Regions from separate parts of the Mus musculus genome. Here region 1 is linked to region 2. Evidence: chromatin contacts called from public HiChIP or PLAC-seq data. All regions are on one chromosome and are shown on one strand. Each heading gives the region's core, a stretch centred on a gene start, on an enhancer-like site or on the middle of the called end of the contact. The rest is flanking DNA. Distances are from core to core; before and after follow the strand shown.

Region 1 (7,183 bases), core at 540-3,039, 48 kb after region 2:
CATCTCCTGCTTGCCCATACTTTACTACCTATCAATCAAATTTCCAATCTAAATTGATCTTCAAATTTCAGTCCAATAGTTTTCCTTTTTGTTTTTTGTTGTTGTTGTTTTGTTTTGTTTTTCGAAACAAGGTTTCTCTGTATAGCCCTGGCTGTCCTGGAACTTACTTTGTAGATCAGGCTGGCCTCGAACTCAGAAATCTGCCTGTCTCTGCCTCCCAAGTTCTGGGACTAAAGGCGTGCGCCACCACGCCCGGCTAATAGTTTTCCTTTGGTTACATCCTCAGAACAATATCTTTAAGGACTTCCGATCTGACATTACTTGGAAGGCCTAAGTGCAAATCATAAAGTTTGTTAGCCAATAGCACCCTCCCCACCCACCAGTCAGTTTCCTGACTCTGGGCAATTTCAAAGCTCCTGGGACAGTAGATAAGTTATTGTTAACACAAGGCAGAAAAAGTAGTTACAACTCTCTAGTCTAGTATTTTATAGGTGCTTCTGCCTCCATACCAGAAAATGTTAGGCTGTCTCTCTGTTCTTTCCCCAGTTCAAAAACCGGATGATCACCTGTTTAAAGACTGAATGTGTGACTCATGCCTGTAATTCCAGCATTCCAGAGGCAGAAGCAGGAGGATCTGAAATCCAAGGTCATTCTCTGCCTCATAGCAAGTTTGAGGCTAGCCTGGGCTAGAGGAGACCCTGCCTCAAAAAGCAACAACAAAGTTACACATGGCCACATTACCACATATGATCCAGAAATTCTACTCTAAGTATGTATCCCAAAGAATTGGAAACAGGTTCTTTAGACAAATGCATGTCTAGGGGTTTTCAGAGAACCAGTTCACATTAGCCAAAAGGTGGAAATAATCTAAACATCCACTAATTTCTGTAAGAACAGATATGCAAACTGTAGAATACACAATGGTCAGCTTATGTAGCCACAAAAAGCAATGAAGTAAGAGGCATGCTACAATCTGGATGAACCTTGTTTGGATTCTTTGACCTGGCCAGAGTGACCAGGCCCAATGAAGCTGGCCTGTGATATCAGCTACGAGCTAGGGAAGCTGAGGCAGGAGGTTTGTAGATTTGTAGGCTGCCTGGGCCCCAGAGTTCAATGCCAACCTGGGCAGCTTAGTGAGTACCACCCCCAACTACACACACACACACACACACACACACACACACACACACACACACACACATACACACATACACACAACCTGCCGCGTGCTCCAAAAAGACACACGACTCCATTTACATGAAATGTACAAAAAGGTAAATCGATAGAAACAGAAAAGAGATTAATGGTTTTCAGGGACTAGGCAAAGGAGTGACTACGTAATTGGTGCGGGGGTTTCCTTCGGATGGAACCCTTAAGAATAAGGAGGTGAAGTGATTATCGTTGGCTATTCTAAGTGTAATGAGTGCCACAGGATTGTTTATTTTTAAATTGTTATCTCTACGCTTGGTTGAGTTTCATCTCGCTTAAAAAGAAAAAGTTTGAGAACCTTCTCTTTGCCCTTCTCTGGGCTTGGAATCTTCTTCACGGATCTATGGCAAAAGAAACCGTCTTCATCCTGGGGGGAGGGGTGAAGGCCTTGTCGGCAGAAGGACCCCTGCCCCCAGTTGTTTAAGCCGCCCGGCATTCGTCGCAGCGCGCCTTGGGTCCCACTGGGTAGGCACACAGGGTCTGAGTCGTGTCCTGAGGTCGGTGCACGTAGCCGGGGTCCTTGGGGGGAGGGGGAGCGCACACCCCATCTCTGGAGACACATCCCGCCCATTAGAATCACAAAAGTTGGCGCTGAACTCAGAGTAGGAAGGGGTGCCGTTCCCAGCCTCGTGGAGTCCCCGACGAAAAGGGCCCACGTCAGTCAGGAGGCTCGCGCTAACTCGTGCGGGCGACTGCCACATCCCCGGTGTGGGAAAATGCATTCTTTTGTTGTTGGCGGAGACGGGCCCCTTCCGCAGCTCCCGGGCCAAGGTGGGCAGCGCGGCGGAACCGGGGCTCGGGAAGGTGGGGGACTGCACGGGGCCGCGCTCCCGCCCTCCGCGGCGCCCACGGAGCGGCAGGCGGCAGCGGCCCGCGAGGGGGCGGCGGCGCGGGGCTTTGTGGCCGCGGCGCGCGCGGCGGGGCCTGGCCGGCCGGGGGCGCGCGGCCGCCCGGCGCCTGGAGCCCGCGGCCCTGCCGGCCGCCCAGCCCGCCAGAGCAGCCCAGGCCGCCGCGCCCGCGCCTCCGCGCCCCTCCCCGGGACTTGCGGCCGCCGCGCCGCCGCTGCAGGTAGGAGGTTGAGGCCCGGAGGGCCGCGGCCGGCGGGGAAAGCGGGCGGAGCGGGAGCGCGGGGGTCTGGCGGGCTCCCGGGCCGAGCCGCCGCGCCCTCCTCCCCGCAGGCCGACGGCCGCCTGCGCGCGCCGCGGTGCCCCGGGAGCCCGGCCGGCCTGCCGCGTACAAAGCGCCGGCGCGCGGGCCTCGCAGACGCGCTGGAGCTCCCGGGACGGGAGCTTGGAGCCCGGGGCCCGGGAGGCTCTTGGGGGGAAACCCGGCTGACCCCGCGGAGCCCCGGTCCACATATCCCCACTGTGTGCGGGGGAACTGTGCTCACCGCTTTTCAGTACTTGTCTCCATTGAGACCCCCTGCCTCCTCCAGTCCGGTCCAGAGGTATAAAGGGCTGGGTCCCTCCTAAAGAGGATCTTAGAAGGAAATAGTGCATCACATCCCTGCCCGACTGACCTTGGGAAAGCTCCTTTACTCTGAGGCTGCTGGGTTGATGTTTCTATAATGGGGGAGTAGGGTGTGATGTAATACCCACCCCCAAGTACTATTGTGAGAGATAATGTGTGTCGGCTGATAGCTAAAATTAAGCACTTCATGTCCCAGGCCCTAGGTCCTAAACAGTTGGCTTGAATTATTAAACCATCGCACGGGCAATCTGTAAATTGCAGGAAGGGTTTTTATGTTGGAGTAAGAAACAAGAATTTAGTCTCCTGTTGTGATTATTGAGAATGGATGTTTTATTGCTATGATAAGTACAAAATGTTTTGCGGTACTTAGGATAATGGTTCTAGGATAAAGACACATATTTTCACACATTTAAAACTGGAGCTGGAATAATAGGGCCTGAGTTGTGTGTGTGGGATTTTCGCATATCCGAAGAGACCATGCGTGTGTAGTTACCCAGGAAATTGTTGAAAGTTAATAAAATAGTTCCTGAGTTTAGGATTGAGGCCAGCTACGAGAGTTTGAGACCGGAGAGCAAGAAAAGGGATGGAGAAAAAGTATTTCAAAACCCGGAGAAAGATGGGGTCATCCGCTTACTCTCCCCACAGCTGCGTCTTGCGACAGGTCCATTCTGAGGAGGTAGCAGGAGAGGTCCTGAAGAAAGATCAGAAGTTGTCTTTCTTTACTCCTGCAGCAGGGTGAAAGCGTTCAGAAGCCATGCAGACCCTGTCGTTAGGCCTGGAAAAGCGTTCTGCGACTTGGGATGCAGGGGTTCCTGGTAGCAGTGTTTGTTTGTGTTTCGGGAGATGACGATAGCAAACAGCCCCCAAGGTTGATAAGTGGTTAACTTAGCAGCGGCCTAACTGATGTGAAGAAGGGGAGTTGCGACCCTTCCTCACTTAAGTGTCCCAGTGGGCTTGAAGAAACTTTTGAGTTTCAGTTTGGGATGGGGGAGAAAGGCTTTGTAGCCTGCATGAAAAAAATGAGGAGGACAGGAAATATCCAGGGGCGGCAGTAGGGGGGGAGGGCAGTAAGGAAAGGAACTGGGCGCTTTAGTCCACAGCCTGCTGGAAGCATGGCTGGCCCCTTCTCAGAGAAGGCACCCTGCCCTCTCCCAATTTCTTACACCTTTCCCATGAGTGTGCCTGACAGACTTGTTGGATAAAGGAGTTTTGTTTCAAACTAGGACTCAGAAGAGAATTTGGGGGTACACAGAGATGCCCAGTGGAAAGAGCAAGTGCTCTGGGGGAGATAGACAGCTGGGACCTCATCTATTTCCTGACTATCACTCACCTTATGATTATAGTTTGTGCATGTGAGAGAATATGACTTTTTTTTCCCCCTCAAGTAGTTGGCAGGGAACTCAAACAGCACTTCACTGTATTTCCTGGCTATAGGACATTCATTCATTCATTCATTCATTAAAAAAAAAAAGGTCTCCAGAGTGCCAGTCCATTGCTGAGTCATGCTACATGCCGAGATGCAGAGATGAGTCAGAAATTATATCTTTCCTTAGGAGTTTCCCATTTCAGAGAGGGAGGTGGACACAAAGGGTAAATTACAGAGCGTGTGGGAAGTGCTACTGGTTGACGTTTGTGATGGACAGTGTGCTTGCAGAAGAGTGGGTCACCTCCTTCCCTAGAGACTCGGGGCCAGTTGGAGCCCCATGGCAGAGATTCTGAGTGTTGTGTGACCTCCTGCCTTTCATCTATCCATGCTGCTGAGTCTCAGCCGTGACAGTCTCTCTCTTTAAAAAATGCACTTGCAGTGTACATAGAACTTGTAAGCTACTTGCTCCGTGGAGTCCAGAGAATGTTGAACAGTAGTTGAATGAGTGAATTATTAAGTAGGTAGCTAGCAGAAGTAAGAGAATAAATAGTGAGCGGCAGACGGAGAAAAGCCAGAGCTGGGTAGCAAAACATCAAGTTGCGCCCTCTGCATCCAGCAGAGATGACTGGAGGTAGAGCGGTTGATAGAACAACCACAAGACTAGATCAACCCGAGGGCTTACAGGTATGCAGCTGAAATCCGCCGGGGAAGCCCCATTGAGGTAGTCAGTTGGAATTCCCAATCATGGGTCCCAGGTAGCTTGGGCTTGTCTCCTCAGGTCAAAGAACAAATAGCAACAGATAGAGAAAGAACATAGTCAAATTGGGAGTTCCCAACTGGCAGGATCCTAGGCCTGAGGACCCTCCCCATCCACTCCATGGAGGAGCTTCAAGTTCAGTTAAGCTGGTTGCAAACAGTCTACCTCCTAACTGTCCTCAAGGACAAAATGTGCATAACGCCCACTGTGGCTTACTGTTTTGCTTATTACAGAGTTAAGGAGTCAGCCTTCCCCAGGAGCAGGAGTCTTGGAGGAGACAATGGAAGGCCTCCCCATGCCCCAGAGTCAGCTTTCACAGGCTTAAGCAGCACAGGACAGTTATAATACATTATAACCAGTATAATATATGCCACACTGTCTAAACTCATTTTGGAAGAAGAGCTGTTACATATAAACAAGAGTGTAAGCATTAGGCAGGCTTTAGAACAGTTACATGGGAGCTGAGCAGTTACACAGGAACTGGGTCTGTTAGGATTAAAAAAAAAAAAAGCAACTGAATGACCTTGGGCAAAGATCACAGGCAGAGGACGTCAGAAATAAACCGAGCCATGAGAAGGTAGCATGAAGGTGAGTTTGGTTTGATCGGATTGAAAGACACAGTAGGTGGGGCAGATGGAGGAGTTGCTTGTAGTCAGGCAGGATGTAGAAAAGCCCTGAGTGATGCACGAGGAGTTTGGACTTGTTTTATTTTGTAGGAGGTAGAAGAGATGTCACGGGATACAAGCAGGGTGTGCCATGAGCACTATATTTTAGGACCATCTCTCTTCGACCCTATAGGGAGGGACGCAGTGGGCATTTGGGAGACCAGTTAGAGGTTAAGGTCTTACAGAAGGTACAAGCGGTGAGAACAGGGGAGATGGAAGTAGACACTGAAGTACATTGTAGAATGGAGTTTTGTCAGAAAGTTGCGCATGTTGGAGAACATGCTGAGGACCTTGGCTTGGGAAGCCTCCTGGCTATGGCTGAAATCACCAGTCTTCATGAGACTTGTAGACAGTGGGGGAATAATTAGTATGGCTTTAGCTCTCTGGAGAATTGATAATTTCTGAGGTACCCATATGGGGCAGTAATAGAGGAGGTTGCTAGGGAAATGTCAATCCGTCTGAACAAACACTGAGCATCTCCTGTGTGTGAAAGATGCACATAAAGCGTAGTTCCCCCTTGACAGAGCAGATGGATTGCAGTGCGGAAAAATTGTAAGAGGCGCTGTGGTAAGAGCTGAGTACTTGATAGCCTTGGGCTAGAGCAGATCTGAGAGTCAGTCTTCTGATGTGGGAGTGAAGGAGAGTGTCCTGGCTAAGACAAGAGGCAGGATGGTGTAGAACACCCTCAGAAGGGCACCTTCTGCATGTCAGAAGCACTTCCCGAACGGGAGGCTTTAATAATAAATCTAAAGGCGTTTCAGGGGCGCTTTAAGATGGAGCTGTGGAGGAGATGAAGGAAGGGACCAGGACTTTTAAGAATACTCACCCAGTTTAAAGTGGGGTTTGTGTAAGTGGGAGGACAAAGAGGAGGGTGAGGAGTATGAGGAGAGGGGCCTTGCCTTAAACACAAGGCTTATCCACTCACAGTCACGCACAGACACAGATGGCAAAAAAAACCCCAAGTTCTATGGCTGCCTGGAGAGAGTGGGGGCAACACAGTAGACGAGGCAAGGTCAGTGTTGGTGCCAAGCCCTCTAAAAAGAAAGGAGGAGGAGAGGAGGAAAGGGTGTCGGTGGGTGGCTGTCCTGGGCAGACAGGTTTGAGCCTGTGAGCCATGACAGCCACAGTCATCATGGGTCTCTGAAAAGCTGCCATTTCTACTTCCCTTAGGGCTTTCCTGGTATTCTCAGGAAACCAGAAAACTAAAATTTACTGATTAATCCCATGTCAAAAAGATATTTTGGACAGTAGAACATGTAACTGTAATTAGTAAACAAAACAACAAAATAAATGGCAATCAGGTGTGTGGCTACATGAATAACAACTATGGATCAAATGCCTGTGGGCCTTAGCTACCTTTCCTGGAATTGCTAAATGTACAAAGCTAAACCTGTGTACAGCCTTAAAGCAAGGACTGCTGGAAGGTGCCAGGATCATTTCATTGTGCTGCACAGTATTTTATTTCACTGGTCCAAAGCCCTACTAGCTTAATGAACAATCAGAAAATGCTGTCCATGTGTCTTTGGCTGTATTGGGCTGTGGAAATTAATTTGCAGAGGAACGACTGCTAATCTGGACCCACCCGCCCTGGATGGGACTTAGAGAACACCTGCTTTAGCTGTAATTTAGAGCTGAGGAGCTGACAGGGAGGAAAGAGGACTTGCTGCATGCCACGAAATAAGTGTCAGCATGCCCTTACGTTTTCAGACGACACGT
Region 2 (6,645 bases), core at 1,237-3,736:
TAAATAGTTGATTCACTTAGAAGTTCAAGTGTCTTCATTTCATTGCCTAGAAACTATAATTCTAGAGTATAAAAGACGTTACTCAATTATGAGGAATAAACATTATAATTTAGATCAAAAATGATCCCCAATAGCTCAGGTATTGAAGACATGATCCTAATATAGTGATGTTCAGAGGTTGGAATGTGGGAGGTGAGGTGGAATGAAGGGTCTCTTCAGTGGGTTAACCCACTGATGGATCTATAGCTTAATGGCTATTAGGTGGGAGTAGACAGTCTAGGAGATGAGGTCTACTCATAGAGAGTGAGTCATTGGGAATGTGCCCCTGAAGGATGTGTTTTGTTCCAGGCTCTTCCTCTTTTACTCTTTCTGCTTCCAGATGCTGTGAGGTACTCTGTCCTCTGTTCAGAACCTGACTCACCCAAGAGAAATGAGCCTAGTCACCATGGACTGATGCTCTGTGACCTTGAACCGAAATAAGGCCTTCCTCCTTTAAACTGATTTTCTCAGATATTCTGTCATGGTAGTAGAAAGCTAACACAACCTGTTCTGGGATCAAGCTAAGCATGCTTTATAATAAGAAAATGAAAATCACACTGCTATAGTTATTGTCTGTTATCAACCTATGGGAAGAGAAACACTCAACTGAGGAATTGCTGCCAGTGAGTTAGCAGGGTTTCTCTATATAGCCCTGGCTGCCCTGGAACTCACTTTGTAGACCAGGCTGGCCTCGAACTCAGAAATCCACCTGCCTCTGCCTGCCGAGTGCTGGGATTAAAGGTGTATGCCACCACGCCCAGCATTTTCTTAATTGCTAATAGAAGTAGGAGAGCCCAGCCCACTGTGCTTGGTGCCATTCCTGGCCAGGTCGTCCTGGCTTGAATAAGAAGTGGAGTTGAGCAAACCAGAAGGAGCAAGCTAATAAGCAGCATTCCTCCATGGACTCTGCTTCAGTTCCTGCTTCTAGCTTACTACCTGAGTTCATACCCTGACTTCCTTTGATGATGGACTCTAACCTGTAAGATGTACTACACCCTTTTCTCCCCAAGTGCCTTTTGTCTAGTGTTTTATCACAGTGACAGAGAACAAACTAGGACACACACTGATGAAGATTACTGCTTTGAGATCCTTAAATGAAAATCATGAAAGCTCACCAGCCACCATCACCAAGAACTTAATTTGTTCTAGGCACTCATCTTGGCTACTTTTCTATTACTGTAACAAAGCACCATGACCTAGGCAACTTATAAAAGAAAGCATTTATTTTGGAGGCTCATGATTTCACAGAGCTTACTGCATGACCATTGTGGCGGCAGGCAGGCAGACATAGTGTTGGAGCAGTAGCTGAGAGCTTACAGCTAATCTACTAGTAGAGGCACAGAAATACACACACACACACACACACACACACACACACACACAGAGAGAGAGAGAGAGAGAGAGAGAGAGAGAGAGAGAGAGAGAAAGAGAGACTAGAAGGGAGACAGAGACAGAGGTCACGAACTAGGAGTGGCATGGTGTTTTGAAACCTCAAAGCTCACTCCCAGGGAAACCTTCGTCAGCAAGGTCCTATCTCCTAATCCTCCTGAAACAGTTCTATCAACTGAGGACCAGTCATTCGAATCTATGAGCCTATGGGAGCCATTCTCATTCAAACTATCACAGCACTATGAAAGTGCTTTATAAAATCAACAGTTTGTTGTTTTGTTGAGACAAGATCTTCCTATGTAGTCCAGGCTGGTCACTAACTCACAAACCTTCTGCCTCAGCCTTCCAGGTCCTGGGATTATAGGTTGGCATCATCATACCCAGCTCAAGATACTTAATTCTTATTAAGATTGTGGAAGATAGTCTTATTATAACTCTATGGTGCAAATGAATTATCCTTAATACAAATATAAAAAGTGAATTAATCAGGTGGCTATATTTCTTTACCTTAGGCTACTACCCAAAAAACAGAGGAAAAAGAAAAGATTTATTGAAAAATGCACCTCAGTAGTTGAGCACTTATTAATCTATTTTTGCCTCTTATGACAATCAGGCTACCTCCCAGCCCCAGCCCATAATACTTCCATATTATTATTGATCTGGATCTTCAGACCCCTTTTCCATGGCTCCTATTTCCCCATTCTGCTGGCTGATCTGATGTTGTGTCCAGCCAGCGGCTCACATGTCCGGGTTCTAGTCTGGAAAGACATCTTGGAAACCTGGAAGAGAAGGGGGGAGGGGCGCTAGGCGGTGCGAGAGAAATATGTAGCTAATATCAGTCATTCTGATCAAAGCTCAATTTTACTAATTCGACATTCAGTTAAGAAGGAGGGGAAGGGGCCCCGATTCCCGCCAAATAATCCTGGAGTCCAGTAGCAGGGTGACCACGTGTATGGCTCCGGAAGAGCAAAGCGGCAGGCACCAGCAGTGGGCATGGCAGAATGATTGAGCGGCAAGCTCCACCCCGATGTAAACAATGAAACCTGAGCAAGCAGATTTCAGGCAGAGGAGGGGAGGCTACAATCTGAATCTCCTCTCTTTCCTCTGGCTGGTGAAAGTCCCACCCTATTCTCTATTCTGCCCAGCCATCGGATGACCAGCATTTATTGACAAAGCAGAAAATAAATAGTAAGAACTGTTTACAGAAACTTGAGAAAGGAGATTCTTGGTATAAGAATTACAATGCCATATCCAAATTGAAACAAGCAATATAGGAGGGCAGAGACATCTGCATTTGAATAACCCAAGGGTAAACTTTACACAGTAAACCAAACACAATGCCTACACAATGGACTTGGACATGGAGGTTAAACAAGTTCTTCAAAGTTATATAATGTGTAAGTGGAGGAGTGAGAATTTCACCCTAGTTTGTTTGGTTTTGAGCCTATGTTCCTAACTGCTACCATGATGTGGTCTCCAACTGTAGTGGTCTTGCTCATTGCTTCTCTACCTGACAGTGGTATGTGAACAACACTTCTCTGTAGACGCCATAGTTAGACCACAGAAGTCAGATCTTTTTCCAGCAGCCGTGTAGAAGGACTGATGCTTCACAGCCACAGCTGGAATATTGTTAATAAACCCTTTAGTTTTATTAAATGCACATTGGTCTTTGATACTTTTCACTTAGTTGGAATGCAAAAATACTTGAGAACAGAGTCATACAAGGGACTTACAAACCTTGAGGCCCTGAAATGAAGGCTGGAAACTCCAAAAGGGGTCATCAACGTCTCTACTGCTTAATCCAAGGAAGTGCTAGATAGGGTCATTTGTGTCCTTGTGTTGGCTGAGGAAAGACAAAAACTACACATTTAAGGAGGTGAAGTGGCTTTTTATGATTTTAAAGTTGGGCAATACTTTGGTCCCTCAAAATAGATTGCATGCTCTATATTTGAAAAGAGAGGGCTGGCTTTCTAGACACAAAAGCCCATAAGAAAACAGAAATCTCCAAAAGTAGATTTGGCCATTTCAAAGTTATTTTCTGTTTAGCAGTAAAAGCAGATACACTCTCCTCATAATGACTAACACTTCCTGTTCTGCTCATGCCGGCTAACACTGGCCATGTCTGGACAGGCGGTATTTTTTTCTTTCCAGATATCTAGGAAGGTCAAATAAAGTTTAGCCACTGATTGATGAGATGAAATCTCAGCATGCTCAACTCCATTTTGGTTTGGTCTGTTTGGTTCAGTGCAGGAAGTCAGTTCATATCAAAGCTCTCCTATTAATTGTATCTATTAGTCTCCATTCAAAGGAACAAATGCCTACATTAGACTAGAGCATTGGGTATAAAGAGGAGTTTAAGATATCATTAACTTTTTTTCTAGTCATTTATACTACGTATTACTGCTAAGAGGAGTTTTGCTAAACACATTCTCAAACTCAGAACCTCCCAAACAAGTTTTACTAGCCTTTATAAACTTTCGTGTTGCCCTCTATTTATGTTGATCTGGTTATAAGGTAGTTCAAAATAAGTAAAAAAAGATTCCCAGAGAAATCTTATCTCATGTACATTTTAAAAAACTACTTAAGGATATACATCATAGTTTTATTTACCAGAGCCCTAAACTGGAAAATAAATAATCTGTCATACATTAAAGTGATAAAATATTACTCAATAAGAGAGAAGATTGTGTTATTGACATGTGAAGAAAATGGATGAATCTCTAGGGAATAATTATGGGATACAATTTCAAAAGGATACTTTTGGGAACTAAAAAGGGGGCCCAGGGGAAGATGGGGGAGGAAAAACCCACACCCTGCCAGAGTTCCACCTATTCTCTGGTCAATCAGGCGTGGGAGGGCTGTCATACACCTGCCACTCATCCCTGGGTAGGCATTCAAGCCTCTGACCCACTCTTCAGAGAGTGGCCAAGGGGCAGCCTTACCTGGGAACCCTGGAGCTACTTTGCTAAAGCCCCGGGGTTATAGGAGAGAGAGATGAGGAAAGAGGTTCCCAACACCTGCGAGAGTGAGTGCAGCGGATCTGACTGGAGCACAGGAAGGCCTTTTAATGGGAGATTAGAAATGGCTCTTTAAGAGAAAGCCTGTCCCATCCTCCAAGTGCAGTGGGCCTTGATGAACAGAGACAGTCTATGGTTTTAGAGCTTTATTATAGAAATGCAGGGGGGAAGAGAGAAGGTAAAGAGAGAGAGAGGGAGAGAGAGAGAAAGAGGAAAGGCTACAGAGAAAGAGAAAGAGGGAGAGAGTGAGAGGAGAGGAGAGAGGAAAGAAGAAAACAAAAAGAAAGGGAAGAGGAGAGAAGACAAAAGAGAGGAGAGAAGGGGTTTGAGTGAGGGGTAAGAGGTAAGAGGAGAGCACTGAGAAGTAAGAGAGTGAGGTGGAGCTGAACAGCCCTTTTTATGGCCTTTACTGTTGCTAGGTAACTGAGGAGGAGTTTAGCCTGAAGATCAGAAGCTTAGGCCATTGCCTATGTGACTTCTAGCCATACTTCTCTTGTGGGGGCTGTGGGAGGCAGTAACTTAGGCAGGAGCCAGAGTTCCAGGAGCATGAGGGAACACCTACCATGTCATGAAGGTGAATTATCACCACCGGGGTTCAGACCTCAGCTCAACTGGAGACCAGCCTGTCTGTGCAGAGCCCAAAGCCCCACAGGATACTATACAATGTCACTTATAGTACATTCCCAGAATTAAAAAAAAATCACAATATTACATTAGTTAAATATCTGTTCTTGCCGATAGAAGTGGGTTTCTCCCAATTCATCTAGCAAACAAGTAGCACAAAAAAGATGAATTCTTCCTGAGTCAAAAGTTCTGTTTCCTGTTCTTGGACATCAGAGATGCTGTTTCTTGGACCCTCACTCTTCAGAACTGTCAATCACCATGAGCCACCTTGATCTTAGACTTTTGGGCCTAGAGTTGCTCCATCAGCTTTCCTGGTTCTCATGCTTTTGGACTTGGAGAGTTGTGCACCACTGGCTTTCCTGGTTCTCTATCTTATTGATAGAGTATTAATAAGGTAGTAGAACTTCTTGAGCTCTGTAATCATTTGAGCCAAGTCGATAAAAATCCAATTGTTTAATCTACTGATCCATCCATCCATCCATCCATCCATCCATCCATCAAATTTATTAGTCTATTTTATATTATAATAACTGAATGCCTGGGGCTGAGTGATTGTAAAGAAAAGATGTTTATTTATTTTATAATTTCTGAGATGCAAGAAAATTGTGCTGGCATCTGCTTAGTTCTTTTGAAGGCCCTATGGTGAATGGCATAACATGGTAGGGATATGTGCATGTAAAAGAAAGAGAGTGTGGCACATATAAAACAGGGAACAGGAGACTGAGGTGTTACGTGTAGTTCCTACTACCCCACTTTAAGCTCCGGGCAGACCATGCTACAAGCCCCCACCCAGAGAATATTGGATGTGCAGATAAAATATATACACACACACACACACACACACACACACACTCTTCAATTTCAACCTGCCTTATTGGCTCAATTGCTGGGTGTTTCTAAACTCCTGCAGCTAGCATGCCCTTCTCAATACTCTTAGCTCAGCACCTCTTAATCTGCCCTTTGCTTAGGGTCCCAGTTACTTTCCCCTTTTTCAACAACCAAAACTGCCTACAGCTTAGCTGCATTTCTAATCTCTACCTGGGGAAGTAAGTGGCCTAATGGCCACTCTGCCCGAGATCTCACATAGCTGGTCACTTTTTCTCCCTCCGAAGGATGGCGAAATCTCCCTTCTTCTTCCTGCTTCTCTCTCTCTCTCTCTCTCTCTCAAGATTTATTTATTATTATATCTAAGTACACTGTAGCTGTCATCAGATGCACCAGAAGAGGGCATCAGATCTCATTACAGATGGTTGTGAGCCACCATGTGGTTGCTGGGATTTGAAGTCAGGACCTTCGGAAGAGCAGTTGGTGCTCTTAACCACTGAGCCATCTCTGCAGCCCCTTCCTGCTTCTCTTAGCCTGCCTTTGGGGACCCAGAAGTCCTGCCTCTTTCCTTCTACCCAGCAATTGGTCCCTGGTATCGTTATTGATTGATCAAGAACCAATTGGGGAACAGAACCTTAGCATCAAAACCATGCCCTACCCTAAGGAGAGGCCATACTCCATCTTTTATAATCTATTTGTAGGGAAATAATTCACTTCTACAAGACCCCTCCCAGTCTAAGAGACCAATCTT

Evidence for each region. HiChIP or PLAC-seq counts read pairs in DNA pulled down with a chosen protein or histone mark.
Region 1: a contact with region 2 is called in an H3K27ac HiChIP or PLAC-seq map of embryonic stem cells, with 11 read pairs. The contact joins the promoter of Msantd3 here to the enhancer-like site in region 2. A contact is called at or near these places in 10 of 39 promoter capture datasets (the 3T3-L1 cell line, 3T3-L1-derived adipocytes, cranial neural crest and 5 more), 30 of 484 Hi-C or Micro-C datasets (the AML12 cell line, the C2C12 cell line, cortical glia and 13 more), 10 of 115 datasets of contacts at active chromatin or transcription factors (craniofacial prominence, embryonic basal ganglia, embryonic limb bud and 4 more) and 3 of 9 other capture datasets (adipose tissue, liver and pancreatic islet).

Annotation. Positions count from the first base shown.
Region 1 is chr4:48,538,292-48,545,474 of GRCm38.p6, forward strand. Msantd3 (Myb/SANT-like DNA-binding domain containing 3) reads left to right here and starts at 1,790. Exons shown (of 3, transcript NM_001145924.1): 1 at 1,790-1,980.
Region 2 is chr4:48,489,160-48,495,804 of GRCm38.p6, forward strand. No RefSeq gene overlaps it. Among named protein-coding and RNA genes, the nearest start is that of Tex10, 19 kb to the left of the region's middle. Within about 2 kb of position 2,487, at least 29 of the 459 cell types and tissues checked have an H3K27ac peak or open chromatin away from gene starts, as enhancers often do. A contact at or near this core is called in craniofacial prominence and embryonic stem cells, where this site is marked.